2 separate regions of the Oryzias latipes genome follow, and region 2 is linked to region 1. The links are chromatin contacts, called in public Hi-C maps. All regions are on one chromosome and are shown on one strand. The core of a region is the stretch at or near the end of the contact, and the rest is flanking DNA. Distances in the headings are between cores, read along the strand shown. Region 1 overlaps foxn3 (forkhead box protein N3). Region 2 holds the start of LOC101171376 (probable serine/threonine-protein kinase kinX).

What was found. A called contact is a pair of places that touch in the nucleus more often than the background predicts.
Region 2: a Hi-C map of embryo shows a contact between it and region 1, with 1.6 times the contacts expected there. The contact joins the promoter of LOC101171376 here to the enhancer-like site in region 1. A contact is called at or near these places in 2 of 5 Hi-C or Micro-C datasets (embryo and fibroblasts).

Annotation. Positions count from the first base shown.
Region 1 is chr24:4,178,773-4,183,736 of ASM223467v1, reverse strand. It overlaps foxn3 (forkhead box protein N3), which reads left to right. Exons shown (of 6, transcript XM_020714699.2): 5 at 4,026-4,134; 6 at 4,899-4,964. Among protein-coding and RNA genes, the nearest start is that of gtf2a1, 7.4 kb to the right of the region's middle. Within about 2 kb of position 2,211, at least 6 of the 8 cell types and tissues checked have an H3K27ac peak or open chromatin away from gene starts, as enhancers often do. A contact at or near this core is called in embryo, where this site is marked.
Region 2 is chr24:4,375,730-4,380,693 of ASM223467v1, reverse strand. LOC101171376 (probable serine/threonine-protein kinase kinX) reads right to left here and starts at 2,340. Exons shown (of 32, transcript XM_023952744.1): 1 at 2,058-2,340. The coding sequence starts at 2,076. LOC101159401 (potassium channel subfamily K member 13) reads right to left here. Exons shown (of 3, transcript XM_004083404.4): 3 at 4,533-4,964.

The DNA of each region.
Region 1 (4,964 bases), core at 962-3,461:
GTTCTATTTATATAGCCCAATATCACAACAATAGTCATATTAACGGGCTTCATATTTTATAGTAAACATAAAATCATAAGGACCAAGAAGTCATACAATCCAATAGGTAAATTCTAAACTAACTGACTAAACAGGTTAAACCAAACAGGACATCCCTCCTTCAGGGTAAGGAAACACTCAACAAAAAAAAAAAAACCCAGGGGTGTCAACATGAAGGAAGGATCCTCCCCCAGGATGGACCGGCCAAGTACCAGAACTCTTGGAGAAGAATTAGCTTATCTAACTCTGCAACTTCATGTTTAAAAGTTACAGATATAGAAAATATTAAAAGTAAACTACGGTGGCCCGTAAGTGCAAAGACATTTTAAGGATCACGAAAACAATAATAAAAAATAAAAAAATAAAAACAAATAATACAAAATAACATTACAATTTTGAAATCGAAACCACATTTCTAAAAACACAATTCCAAAAAAAAAAGGAAACATTTTGGGAAACAAAAGTAATTTCTGGAAATCAAAATGAAATGTTCAAAAAATGAAATTGGATTATGGGACATCATTGATTGGATGATGAGGTTTGTTCTCCTTTTCAACCAGAAAGTATGAGGTAGTGTCTTTCAGGAAGCTGGATGGCTCAGTAGGTTGGGTGCAGGGTAGGTGCACAGGAAACCTGGACTTGATTCCCATGGAGTGCAATGAGCTTCAAGATCCTTCGCGGTATACTGCCACAAGGGGACTCAGTCTGGGATTCGTGCGTGAGCATGCACCGCATGCCCCTCCTGACACAACAGAACAGGGGCATGCGGCGTAAAACTCTCTGTCAAACCCCTTCAACAACCACATCATCATCCAATCACTGATGTCCCATAATTCCTGCTTTGTCTGGTTTCCTATTTTGATTTCTGGACTCTACTTTTTTTTACGTTTTTCGTTTCTAGAATTTTGTTTGGATTTTTAAAATCTAAAAAGTTATTTTATTATTTCTTTTGTTTTGTTTTTTAGTTGTTTGGCTGGGATCTTTAAAACATTTTTGCGTTGATGTGATTTGCACTTCAGGGCCTCTGTAGTAAAGTGGAGCCTAAAACCGTTTCCCCAAAAATAGCAAAAGAAGAAAATGGCTTTTTAGTGACCCCAGTTTATTGTGGTGAAACAGATGATCAAACGGGTTTACATTTTCCTGAAAGTGTTTTATAATAAACGCAGGAAGCACGCTGCCTCTTGAAATGAAGTTACAGTAATAAAGTGCTCCTTTTATTTAGTCTCCTCTCTGCAAGTTGGATCTCCCGTCATTCAGCGGGGCACTTAAACACTCCCTCTGAGCGTCAGATGGACAGGCCAGTTAGCCATCCAGTTTAACTGCCAGCAACTTCATTCCACCAGCAATCCGAGCCGTCAGTCAGGCAGTCAGTCAAGCAGCATTAGCATGCATGCAGCCTGCAGACCCTGTTCTCAGTTTAACACAGCAGCCAGGCAGGCAAATACACAATGAGAGAGAGCAAGGGGCAAAGGGGGGGGGGGGGGTGTTATGACTGAGCAAGAGGCCACTTTCAAACAGTTGCATTCTCAAGGTCTGCTGGGAGTGACCTCTGAACCGGACTGGAGCCTGCTGGGCCATGTGGAACTCATTCAACAGGAAAGCAGAGGAGGTGGCTGGGAGACGGGCTGCAGGCGGAGGCAGCCTGCGATGCCTTCTCTCGAGGAAGGCTGTCACCCCCCCCCCCCACCCCCCCCGATGCAGACGGAGGCTCCTTCTCTTTTGTCTTTTTTTTTTTTTTGTCCTAATTTTTTTCCTCTCAAGCGCCTGGTCTTTCTCAGTTCCTTATCGCACCTCAGTGGCAAACGTCTCAGGCTTTCTCACCTGCAGAGACAGCGTGCATGCTCCGCCGGAGATATGAGTCACCCCTATGCATAGAATGACAAAAGATCAACAAAGAGTAGAGAGGGGGGGGGACGGGGGGACGGTAGAGGAACAAAAAAAAAAGGGTTTACTCAGGAATTCAGACAGCAAAGTAAAGAAGTGGAGGGTTGTCTGCGCTTGTACTGAGCATGTGCGTGCGTGTGCACGTGTGTGTCGCCGAGTAAAGTCAAACAGAGCCCCGGCGTCTCCCCGCTCTCCTCCCTCAGTCACTTTTCTTTCTCTGATCTACCACCATGTGGCACGTGAAAGAGGAAAAAAAAATGGTGGGGGTGGTTGCTGTGGCAACCTGAAGCCCCCCCCCCCCCCCCTTGCTGACTAGCGACTAGAAACGAGAGGTTGAGGTTGCAGCGAGGGGTGTGGGAGCATGTCACGCCGGGCGGGACCTAATGCACTGCCCACACGCAAACACGGAGACACACATGGAGCCACGCCGCCAGTGATCAAGATTACAAAAGAGACTCTGTGCAGCAGGGACTTACTTATAAGGTTATGGAGAGCAGAGCTGCAGATATCAGGGGGCAGAGCCACGCTAACTGCAGTCAATAAGATTACTGTGGACACAGCCGGCCTGCAGGGGGACCACAGTGCCCACTTCCATGGGCAGAACCACAAACAGATCCATCACAATTAATTCTTTGTGTGTCATGTTACTACATGCACCAGGACTTTACATGGGGAGTTGGGGGGGGGGGGGGGGGGGTCTGCAACTTGTATGTTTTAATGAGCCTCTGGCTCCTGGGGCAAATTAAATTCCTCCTCATAACATTGATGATTAATTTATGAAAATGAACAGGCGAGATTTAACATAAAAAAAGAGCTTTTCGCTGCAGTAGATGAATGCTGCAGTGCGCGGATGTGGACATTTTTCACCTCAAAAGCAGACAAAATCATTTGGGGGGGGACCTATAAACGGAGCCGGGAGATTTAAAGAAAAAAAAAAAACATAGCTGCTTTATTGAAAGGAGATGACTGAGGAATGGCAGCACTTCTTTTACATCCCCTCATCCTGCATCCCTCCTTTCTCGGCTCCGCCACGGTCCACTCTTCAGCAGAAATAGGACACCAGCGGAAAAACTGTGACCCCGATGGAAAATCTGAAACCGCATTAGGAGCTCGTTTTTTTTAATTTGGAAATTCACCGCCGCGGCTGCTTCTTTCCTGGAGTCGCTCTCAGAAACCTTTGTGCTTCAAATAGGTCGATAATGGTCATCAGCCTGCTAGTTTAGCTTAGCATTTAATGAAAATAAAAAAGCTGAATAAGTGAAATTGTTTTAATTGTCTTCTCACAGTCACATGAACCAGATGCTTCAAATTCGCTGATGGAAAATCATTTCTTAAAAAGCAGCTGAGGTCATTTCCTGGAAGTCTGAACTATTACTTAACCGTTTTTGCCCCAGAAAGCGTAAAAACTGAAACTTCTGTCAGCATGGTGGCTTTGATTTGTGTCTCTGCAAAGGTTCAGGAGCATAAGCCCTGATATTCCACTGTCCCTGCAGATTTTCAGTTCCTGGCTCGGAGTGGGCCTCGTGAGGATACAAGGATTTGTTCCAAAGCTTCTCTGTCATCCGGGCTTCGTGGCGTTCCTCTGACATGTGTATTTGTGCTCCTTATTTGTGGAGTTTTCTTTAAACACTTTTGGCTCCTCCAGTCTCCGCCACATCACCCCCTTTGAGCGATCATATTAATGACAAACTCTCCCAAATTATTCTTGTATCTTATTGTAAACAAAATACATCTTATTTGCAGTTTTCAAGCTTACAAGGTATAAGTTCAGAAATGTAGTTTTGGATGATTGGGTCTCTGTAACTGTAAAACGCTTTGGTGTTCAGCCCACACCATCAGAAGGTCTGGATTTAGCCGAGCCCGGTGGATCGTTGCTAGTTGAATAAATCACAGACAACTCACTTATGTTGCTTTCCTGCTCCACCTGACCTCACCTTGTTCATCGGTGTTTACCCTTTGGGCGTCCTTGGGGAGTCCAACCGCTTTGTCCATCTCAGAGAAGTCCTATTAAGTTTTAAAGGTGTCTTTTTTTTTTCCATTTCATCCTCTAAACTGCCTCCAGCTTTAATGTCTCGCTTAAGTTGCCTCTCTTTTTCTTTCAGTTCCTCGGGGCGTGATCCAGAACGGCGCCCGGGTCAGGAGTCAGGCGCTCTTCCCCGTCATCAGACCCCTGCCTGTAAGCCCGGTGGGAAGTAGGACCTCGGCCATCAGGTGGGTCCGACCTTCTAATGAGTGACACCAACTGCTTTCTCTGTCAGACGTGCACGAACAAAACACGTGTGGCGGCACAAAAGTTTGACGTAACGACATTGTTTCGTCGCTCTCGCACACCCGTTTCACCCAGATGTGTTTATGTAACACACGAGCAGGTTTATTAGAGGGACTCAAAGAGCATCTCCAGCATGCGTGGACATGCGCATCTATCACAGCAGCATAAAAGTAGAATGAATTAAACATACCCAAAGGCTCACTAAAGGTATGTAGTGAATATTTGATGACTGTAAGGGGTGCGTGTTTTTCTTATGAGATATTAATATGCTAACCCTCTCATTCTGAAGGAGGGGACACGTGAAGTTCCTGCTGATTTATGGGGTGTCAGAACCCCACCTCTGTCCTTTGAATGCTGTTACACAGAAACTGCTCCTCTGGCTAATGGAGGCAAATGTGTGTTGCAGCATAATGCAGAAAAGGGTGCGCTGGACGGTGGCCTTCGGGGTTTGCAGGGTTGACTTTGTGCTTCTCAGACTGCAGGCTGTCATTTAAAATGTGCACCGACTGCAGTCTGACATGCAGTCTGCTTCATCTAAAGGGAAGGGCTGACTCTTTCCGGGGATCCAAGGTTTTATCTGACCAGAGGGATGATGAGCTCCAGTGGGAGGCTGATAGATTATCACCCTTTTCTCTTTGCAGCAAATCAGGACTGGTGTGACAGCGGGGGTAACAATTTTCTCCCCTGTTCTGTGTGCTTCATGTAGATCATCCCTGGGAGATTATCTAACCCGCGGACAGGACTCTCCTCCGCCCTGCGGCGAGGACCTCCA
Region 2 (4,964 bases), core at 1,091-3,590, 200 kb before region 1:
CATAAAAAAAAACATTGATGAATTTAAAAAAAGCCAAATTTACACTAAAATTTTGATTCTGGATCTGTAATAAAGATGTCTGAGATGAGGGTGTGCCTTCTTTCAAAATCAATATGTACTTCATATTTGTCATTTAATTTTATAAATACTTATGTATTTTTGTAATGTACTGCACTTGTGGTGGTAAAGTATAAACTTAGGGAAACAGATAAACATGACATATAGAAAAAAGATAATAAACGGTCCCTTCAAATTAGAATTGAGTGCGCACAAAATATTATTGAATGGATTTGAAGAAGGAATCTAAAAAGTGGATCGCCCAGTTTGAGCTGTTGCAGCTTTTTCAAAAGTTAACTACAGCATAAAAGAGGTAAAACTTATGGGATAAGTTTACTTCCTCTCTCTCCTTTTAAAGCAAACAATTAAACTCTTTTTGATAGACTTAATATTTAAGGGTTTAAATGTGCCATGTACTTTATGCATAAGTGCTAATTAGTGTATTTATGATTAATAGTAATTGAAACTGAATATTTACATGCACATATATGCATTTTTTATATATTTTTCAATAAATGTATGACTAATTAAACTAAATGTGATGTATCTATTCTGTTTTTGGTCTTCTATTTGGTTCAATTATTGTGTTTATTCCTTGAAACAAACCAATTCCCAAAACCCCCAAATCCAAATTTGACCCCATGGGTAATTCAGGGTTAAAACCACATTAAAAGATGAAAAAAGAAAAAAAAAAATCAGTTTTCACATTAAGCTAAGAAAAACGGTTTTTGTTTGGATTTTAATGTTAGAGTGGAAGTTTGTCTGCATGACACTGAAAGCTGTTTAGTCTATACTTGAAGGTCTGTTCCAAAGCTTCTTCAAACCTGGTTTGTCAAAGACTGCTATTTGCTATGGAGGAATGTGTGAAGAAGCAGAGTTTAAAAAAAAAAAAAAAAAAGTCTGTCAACAGAGCGACCTGAGTGGTCCTGCTTCCTGCTTTTGGTCAGGACCAGATCAGCATCGTTCTGGTTGAACTGCAACGACTTTACAGGACGTTTACTAGAGCAGAGCTGGCAGTCTGAGCTGCTGGAGGAAAGCAGTTTAGACAGTAAACCTGTGATTTTTGTGATTCTTTTGAAATTTGTCATTTGTTTAAAACTTGTTAACGTTCACGCAACAGTGGTTTTGGCTTTCTGTGTGTCATTCTGGGATCAGCTCATAGTCCCCCTCTTTAATGGGAGTCAGCATCCCTTCATGAGGAAGTGATGCTTTTCAAACCTCATTTAGACACTTTCTGACAATCTGCTTGAATTAAATCAAATCAAACTTCATTTATATGACACTGTTCCTTTAAAAAAAAACATGGCACAAAGTGCTTTACATTAAGACCAAACAAAATTTAAAAAAAGAAAGAAACGATCATGAAAAGTTAAATAGAGCCCCCTCCCCAGACCTACGCACAACCCCCCTCCCCTTATCCACCTCCCACCCCCTATCTGACGGAGATAGACAACAGGAAATAGGCTGAGCATGAAAACAAAATGTTAGTTGTTGGAAACACTAATATTTGGGACCTCCCTCTCTGTGAATAGCTGAATAGCCAGCCAAATGCAGCATCACAGGTCGGGGACCAGCCTCACCTCTGGCGGGGGGTTGACATCATTGTTGGCTCAAATACTTTGTTACCCTTTATAATGTTGGGATATATGCAAGTTTTCCTCTCCTAACAGTCTCAAAGTGATCTAGCTCAGTACTTTTCCCCAGCATTGGACACAAACTGGTCATATGTTTATAAAGACCAATGGAAAATATTTTAAGACAATAATTCTACAATAAAAAGGGCATGAATCACAACTTAAATGACAAACAGCACTTCCAAAAAGATGTTAAGAGGTTCAGACCAAAATAGACTATTCAGGATAAAGTAACGTTAAGCATGGATCATTTAATAATGCAGCTTTGAGCAGTCTGCAAACAATAAACCATAACTTTCTAATAAAATCGTGTGCAAATACATAATTTACTGTGGATTTAATGAAACTTAAACATTAAATCTTTACCTTCATGGCCTTCAGTCATACTCCTGAAGTTTCCTGTCCAGCAGTAAAGTCTTAATCCAGATTAATGTCCATGAAAAGAGACAATGTGGATTTTTTCACTCCAAAGAATAGTTTAATCCAACTGTATGACAACCAATCCAACATTAAACGTGTGGAAACTCCCTTCCAGAGTCAAAGTTTTGCAGTGGATGAACCTGAAGAGACCAAGTTTGGGTAGCCGGGGGGGTCTCTGCCCTATGCCTGGTTGGGACTGTAGACAGAGAAGCCCCCCCTTTTTCTGCTCAGACAAAATTAGATCAACTAGGAGGGACAGGAGGCTGACGGGTGCGAGAGAGGGAAGACAGATTGAAGGTAACTTTAGCAGGCCAGTCAGTACAGTGGCATAGTCCCTATGTGGAATATGATCTAATACTGAATAAAATGTATTATAATTGTTTGGATTTGAGGTATTTCTACCTTCATCTTGGTTCCACGGATTGGATCTAGACCTTTTTAGGCACTAACGTCCTGTTTCGGAAGCTAAACCCCAGATTTATTTTTAGAGTGGTTCTCTGCTACTGGCATTCTGCTTCTCCTTTTAAGGCCAGAGGCGTGACCTCAGCATGCCAACCCAACTAGCTCCCCTCCAACATCTCTTCCTGACTCCCCCCGTCTGTGAAGATCAGGTGGAGAGCAGAACGTGCAGCAGGATGGCTGAAAAAGAAAGTTTTGTATTCTTTTGTGCAAACAAGACCAACAAAAATATGGTTGAATAGAAGTATTAAGTCATTTTCAATTAAATTAATAGACATTATTATTGCGAGTACAGAAATATGACCAAAATTCAATTAAATATATAAGATGCTTTTAGGCTCAGATTTAATGAACCATGTCAAAAGAGGATCCTGATCCTCTACTGCCCTCTTGTGTCCTTCTTTTGCATTTTTCTTTTCTTTTTTAACTTGCAGCTGTTGTGTTTTCACTGTAATCTGCAGGATGACATGCAGGAGCTCCGGCATCACACCTTTAGCTGGATGGTTAAGTTCACCTGACCACGAGTGACCTTTAAAAAGCATGAATCCCACCTTTAAGTGTGCCTTCAACTTCTCAATGACATCTGTGCTGACTTCATATTCAAAACGCAACATGCAGCATCTCTGGGGCTTTTAGAGCTTTTGTGTTTGTAAAATTCTATTTAAACTTCATTACTTTGAGGACAATGAGACGGAAAATGAGGGTTTCAAAGATTTTAGGCTGAAATAATTTAAAACTGATGCAAAAACTAGCAAAATGTCTACAAAGAACGATGCCTTTTTCCTAAAATAGACCTCTGGTGCTAATTGATTTAAATTGAACTTTAAAAACACCAGTTGTAACTTTTTAATGTTGTATGTTATTAATTTGTAAAATGAACCATCGTTAATTCTTAATAAAGCGACCCTTGTATTGTAACAATAAAAAATATATTTGATTAAAATATATTCCACTGCCGTGGAATAAAAAAGGTGATATGTTACAACATCAGCATGAATTGATCAATCAGAGCTATATTTAGTTTTTCTTTACAAACCATCATCTGTTTATTCTAAACATTTAAAATCTGCTTTATATTAGCTATTAAACTATTGGCAAAAACAGAACTTTTAAAATCCAAAAATATATTTAATCCACTCATTGTTATTCCTTTATCTTGTAAGCTAAAACTATATTCATGTTTAATTCAGATAAATGTTTTCATTTATTAGGTCACACTTAGTGCTTTCAGCTCCCTGCACTTTAAAAACTAATGATAGAGAAAACAAATGGCTGAGCATTAACACTGCCTGACTCATTGGCCTTGATGGAAACATTTTAGAACTCTGACTTGGGTAAAATAGGGGAAAAAAGTCTGACAGGTGTCGGAAGACTTTTTATTAAAAAACACAATTTAAAAAATCCCTTGAATGTAATTATTATGGCTAACACAAACAAACTAAATTAAATTTTTGCTATTTTTGTTTTTAAAAAGTTATATTGTTTTACGTTGGTGTAAATATGGATGGTTGTGTAGCAAGCCATCTAGTGGTTTCTTGGTGAACTGATCAAGTTTCCTTTTTAAACCTGCTTCAAACCGGAAGTCACAAAGTGGTGATGTGGTGAAAACTGTCAACAGCACAAGATTATCAACGCCACAAGGACTTTTTGACTAAACTAACTGGGAAAAGAGATGCAACCACATTACAAAATATGTTTGCATACATTTTGCGATCCATTAGTAACTTTGAACTACTTGGAGATGCTGTTTAAATACTTCCAAGGTGATGTGTTGCAACAACTCTTTTTTTCCCAATTTGATCGTGTTTGAACATTTTTTTTTTCTTTAAAGAAGTAATATCTTGTAAATTCATCCTTTTAATATAAGCAGATACGGATTATTATTTTATTAATATAATACATTATATTAAATAATAATTCATATTATTAATGTGACATAAAAAATAGAAAAGAACACAAAAATGAGGAAAAAAGCCATTGCAAAAATGTATTGTGTTAACTCTTTTGAAATATAATTTTGCCAGTAAAGTGAAAAAAAAAAGCAAAGCAGACTTTTAAAATTCTGTTGATTAAATTCTTGTTTGTTGTACACAGAGAGAAGACGGTTTAACACCAAATGAGGAAACTGGCACTTTATTAAATGTATATTTCTCTCATCAATGCACAGATACAGGCTGGAATCGGATAGAGTCATAGGGAGCATTGTTGCAGACGAGTTGAAGTTGCAGATGGATGTTTAGAAGCTTAGATACAGGCCTAAAGGAAAACTTTTGATCACCATGGAAACTGGATGTCCAGCGCTTTGGTCCAGATGTGAGTCTCCAGTAAACTTTCATGCATCGGTAATGAAGTCTTGTTCTTCACAGTAAAGGAGGTGGGATGAATTCACTGCTT